Regions from separate parts of the Triticum aestivum genome. Here region 2 is linked to region 1. Evidence: chromatin contacts called from public Hi-C data. All regions are on one chromosome and are shown on one strand. The core of a region is the stretch at or near the end of the contact, and the rest is flanking DNA. Distances in the headings are between cores, read along the strand shown. Region 1 has its middle 39 kb from the start of LOC123084947. Region 2 has its middle 21 kb from the start of LOC123084948.

What was found. A called contact is a pair of places that touch in the nucleus more often than the background predicts.
Region 2: a Hi-C map of leaf shows a contact between it and region 1, with 3 times the contacts expected there. The contact joins two enhancer-like sites. A contact is called at or near these places in 3 of 5 Hi-C or Micro-C datasets (leaf and an unstated tissue).

What each region holds. Positions count from the first base shown.
Region 1 is chr4A:35,500,260-35,503,019 of IWGSC CS RefSeq v2.1, forward strand. No RefSeq gene overlaps it. Among protein-coding and RNA genes, the nearest start is that of LOC123084947, 39 kb to the left of the region's middle. Within about 2 kb of position 1,437, at least 5 of the 8 cell types and tissues checked have an H3K27ac peak or open chromatin away from gene starts, as enhancers often do.
Region 2 is chr4A:35,572,371-35,575,130 of IWGSC CS RefSeq v2.1, forward strand. No RefSeq gene overlaps it. Among protein-coding and RNA genes, the nearest start is that of LOC123084948, 21 kb to the left of the region's middle. Within about 2 kb of position 1,396, at least 2 of the 8 cell types and tissues checked have an H3K27ac peak or open chromatin away from gene starts, as enhancers often do.

The sequences.
Region 1 (2,760 bases), core at 187-2,686:
TGACGCTGCCGAATACCTCCGCGAGATGCAAGTGATGGATGGGTGTGGGCGTTGGCGAATAGATGGATATTGTGAACAATGTATGGTTCCCCTCTCCAACCGTGCATGAGTTCTGCGAATGGCCTTGTGCGGTTGTGCCTCTGTATTTATAGGGAAGGGAGATAGGCAACGCGTGAGCGTTTGTTCCGATCTTCACGGAAAGATAGAGATATGAAATCCCGTCTACTAGCTCCGTTGCATATACGTGCATGTACATAGTAGTAGAACTCAATCATATTTAACACGCTACGGCCAGCCCAGACTATATTGGTGCATGCATGCACTAGTCAAGTATTCGGGCATTCGGAGAAGTATAATGTGCGTCTGCCAGGCCGCCGGTATATATACGCGTATTCAGAACTGACGTGCGGACGTTCAGATATATGTACGAGTCAATGAAATGTAAACGGGAACTGCTCCGGACCTCTACATTTGCAAGGTTAAAGCATTTCCAGCCGTTGTGCCCTTCAGGGGCCTCCTGGGGAGGCACCGACGGACTTTTTGCATTGGGGTCAACAATTTTTACAGTCGTCCTCCCACCCAACCGACGAACGCACTACGCACGCGCCCACCGAGCTCGACCGCCACCGCTCCGTCCTCGTGCCCGGTGAGGACCCCGGCGAGCGTGGACGCAAGAGTGACTCATGGGGTGACCATGGAGAGGACGGCGCGCATGCCCAGCGCGCCCGCCAGCTCCGACAGCGGCCGCATCCCGCGCTCCTCCTCGGCGCACACGTTCTGCAGCCCGATGATGTCTGCTCCCGTCCACGCTCCCGCAGCACCTCCTCCATGCTCTGCCGCCGGCTTGCGTCCAGCCCGCCCGACACCACCTGCTGCGTCTTCCGGGTCCTCGGGCTGCCGACCAGCCGGCCGCTCCTGTCGAGGTTGCTCCTGCACTTTCAATATTCCCTTGGGCCGCGGCTTCGCGCACGCTTCCGTGTTGGGGCCGCTCCGGCGCGCGGCCTCGCACTCCGCTCTAGCTCCTGCTTCAGGGACTGCGGCCACCGCGGGCGCCATGGAGAACAGCACCGCCCGTCGAGGCGCTGTGGGACGGCTGACACCAACGCGGGAGAAGTACTCGCTGCTGCCCCCGGACTGGAGACGATGGTGCGGGTAGACAGCGCGGCCGCCCGGGCCGAGTTGCAGCGCGTGCGGGCGAGCACCAGGGAGACCGGTAGCGGCGAGGGACTGGAGGCGGCGGTGAGGGCGTGGGAGAGGTCGCCGCGGGCGCGGGGTGGCGGCAGAGCACCGGCGACGCCAGGAGCAGGACGATGAGGGGCTGCATTTGTGGGTGATGGTGGTGGTTGAAGTGGAGGCTGCACATAGGCGTGGAAGAATGGGCTGCATGTGGGTGGGGTCCGGAGAAAAAGGGTGGAGAGAGAGGGAGTGGGAGGCTGACTGTGGGCCAAAGGACATGCAACATCTTCTCTCTCTGCCCCCAAGCGCCCCCCGATGAGCTGGGTGTGGCCTGTGACCGCCGGCTCTAACTTTGGCCAAATCCGGCGAAATCTGGGCTCTTCGGATCATAAGTGGGCGAAAATTTAGATGCCGGCGGCCAAAAAATGGTCCTGGAGGCCGGCTAGAGATGCTCTTAGCTAGCTACATGATCAAATACGTAGACTCTTGCACGATGTAATCGGCCAGTGTATGTAATGTACGTGTAACTTGCATTAAAGAAAATGCAACTGTACTTAGCTTTCTCAAAGCGACAAGCACAAAAACACGTCAAGCAACAAAGACAAAAACGACAACAATATCATATAAGGAAAGAAATTTAGACTACATGTTAAATAAATATCAGAAAAACAATTGGGCGCTCGAGCATTCGACCCCATGACTTGCACAAGCCGCTAGCCACTCCACCAGACAACGCCTACTAAATATGAAGACGTGAAACTACATAAGAACACACAATAGGGTTGAGATTTGGAAAATTGCGAACAGTTTTGAAATGCCGCAATATTTTCCATATTATGTCCCTGTTATTAAAAAATGTTAAAAATCTTTGTAATTCCACTTTTTAAAAACGAACAACTTCTGCAAATCCCAAACAGTTTTCTAAAATGCAAAGAATTTTTGAAAAATCTAACCTTTTCTAGAAACAAACAAGTTTTAAAAAACACGAACATTCTTTGGGAATTCGGTGGCTTCACTGCGAGCTGCAAATTAAATTAGCAAAAAAGGATGCTGAGTCGAGGAATCAAACGAGCGACCAACGTTATACTGTAAGTTTTCTTTCCCAGTTGAGCTGACCAATACTAGTGATTAAATGGGTGCGAAAATGTTTAATAACTAAGCGCGGCGACAGATAAAAAACAAATAAATTCAACCATTGAACATCTTTTCAATATATGATGAAAATTTTTCTGATATATACTGAATTTTTGCTAAATAGGCATTGAACATTTGTATGATATACGCTGAACATTTTTCAAGTATACAGTGAACATTTTTGTAATACAGATGAACATTTTATTAAATGTACGATGAACATTTTTGTAATACATGATGAATATTTTCGTAATGCATAGTGAACTTTTCATAATGTATGGCGAACCATTTTTTTAATATACGATGAACATTTTTTTAATAAGAGGTCAACTTTTGAGATAACACACAGTAAAGAGAAGAAGAAGAAAAATAAAAGTAAAAGAGAATACCGAAAGGAAAAACGAACCAAAACAGAAAAGTCAGAACAAAACCCCAGAAAACCGGGCAAAC
Region 2 (2,760 bases), core at 146-2,645, 72 kb after region 1:
GGGCCGTTTGATTCTAGCTGATCTGACGGCATGGAGGATGATGGATTATTGAAAGTTCTAGAGATACTTTCCGAGAAAAATATGTGCCTATAATCTTCAAGTCTCAACTTACAATACCCAAAATGATAGTTGCATACAAAGTTTTAAAACTTGCACTAAAAATATGTCGAAAGCGTGCGCACCACTTTTTTGTGAATCCGGGTGAGTATCAGAGAGCATAGATGAGGGGGACTACAAATCAACAACACTGTACCCATTCCAATAAAAAGAACAGTGTGCATACCTGGTGTTTAGGAGAACACGTTTTCTTTGCGCACATAGTGTGTGCAATACCACAATGTCGTCATGTCGACACCATGCATCACTGCACCATGTCCTCACCTGCGCACGAAACCTTCTCGTCCGGTTGCCATCGCGGGCATCTGCTCCTCCTCCGCTACGTCGACCCGGCGTCACCGTTGCATCCTCCTCCCTCCGGAAGTCCGGATACTTTTTTTTTTTTTTTGAAACGGAGAAGTCCGGATACTTGTACCAGCCCAGGATCGCGTATAGCCTCACGATCCAAGCCGATCTTCAGGGAGGAGGATACTGACCCGTCGTTATATACAGGTCGATCTTCAGGGGCACCGTACGTACGTTGGTCGTTCTGAGACGAAGGAGCCGTGTCTGTACTCCTGGCGGCTGGACTCACCAAGAAGCCTTGCAATTTGTACCTCCCGTGCGTATGGTCCAGTATATTTCCAGGTGAAGGAGACTGCACATGTGTTCATAACTTGCCGTGCCCCCTTTGCGGCTTGCGATGGAGACGGCGGTGCAGATTTTCTACTTCTCGTAATGTGGATCGCGACGCTGGAACGCACACCCAGCGTAGGCTGTTGCATCCTAGGTCGAACCGATCGCTACTGTATCTTGTTATGTGTTGCTACTACGGATTTCTCACGCCTTTACTGTGTCCATACGATACGGAGCGATCGGTCGATGAGGATGTGCGCAGCGATCCCGTGAGATTGCGTATGCCCGCCGGCCATTGCTTGCTCACGCGGATCTCCACCGGCTCATGGAGCCCGGGAGCGCCACGTTCGTCTCCGTTCGTTCGTTCATGAACCGCGCTGTGCCGATCGGCCCGAGATCTAGCGGCCGCGCTCGATTGTCCAGCGATTAATCAGAGTGATTAATTTGGGCCGATGGTAGTCCTGTTCATCATTCATCAACGAGATGCCCGGATTTTCCATGGCTAGAGACCTAGAGTAAACTTGTCCACGGACTCAGCTCGGTGTCGATGCAGGTATTACTTCCGTGACAAGCACTGCGAAAGCACGTGTGTAGACGGCCGTGCTCATACCAGACCGGAGGAACCGGAGGGGTATCGATCGGAGGGGAGCGTGGTCCATGGAGGCACAGCGACGGCCGGGGCGTCCACGTCAGGCACTCGCTGTAGACTTCCGGGCGCCGGTCGAAAGGGACGACACCAGCCCCGCCGGCCCGGAGAGAGACGCGGTTCATCGGACCATTCCCTACCACTTGCCCCACCGCGTTTCAACCTCGACCCCGACCCGCTGAACGAACCAAGAATCTTGGCACTGAATCCACAATCCAGCCAGGTCGCCAATTAATCCCGTTGCGTCGTCGTACAGTCTAGCTTCTTTTTTCGAACACGTCGTACAGCCCAGCTAGTGAACGCCTACCTAACGGACGTCCCTCACCAAAGACTAACTCCAAAAATATAATGCAGGGGTACACATCCTGGGCCCTGCCTGCCACTGGGCATTGCATTGCGTTGCGTTGCACCGGGCGCTCCCTTACACGTAGCCGCCGCCGGAACGCACCATCGGCATCGGCATTTTTCTCCAAGCAAACGGATCTTATGCTTACCACTAGCACAGAGATGGGGTATTTAATTCCTGTTATCCGGTGTGTTTCAGCTTGCTTTACCACCATCTCACTCCACCCACGACGCAAGTGTACGTAGTTTTCATGTCCAATGGCGCGGCTATGTACCCCCCGCGGTGCTCAGCACGAAACCTTCGCTGTCCGATACCATGCCGCCGCTCTGCCAATCGTCGTGCAGCGCGGTCCTCGGTCCAGCGTGAGTAGACTGAGGGCCAATGAGGACGCCAAGGCGGGCCTACTTTTACTTTACTGATCTTTTTCTGCTCATCGATCCAAAATATCTTGGAGGATTTTGCCTTTGCCTGCAGTCTTAAGAGCAACTCCAACGCGCCGAACCATTTTGTCCGCATGTGTCCGTCTGGATCGTCACGGACAGAAAAGCCGGCCCAACGTGCCGACCCAAATGAACGCACGTCCGTTTTTCGTCCGTCTGCCGACCCATCCCCGGCTCAATTTTGAGTCTGATTTGCGACGGCGCGGACATGAAACGGACGCGTGTGATGTGTGCCTACTTCTTCCCTTGGCCCGCCAGTCGGTGGCACAACGATCACCATTCCCCTCCACTTTCCCAAAACCTCCCGGCCGCTCGCCATGGACGATGCCGCCGCCGGCCTCGCCTCGTCCGGCCTCACCTCCGTCCCCTCAGGAAAAGGCAAGCCCCACGCCCCCCCCCCCCCCCCCGCGCACCAAGAAGAAGAGGCAGCTGACGCCCGAGTAGTGGGCCATGCAGTCGGCCAAGAGGAAGGACCGGAGGCACGCGTCGAACGTAAGGGACGAAGCAGCGAGCATCGCCGCCCTCACCGCCGCCACACATCAGGAGGAAACCAATGCCCGAGTCGCCGCGACGACGAGGGAGGCCCTGATCTACCT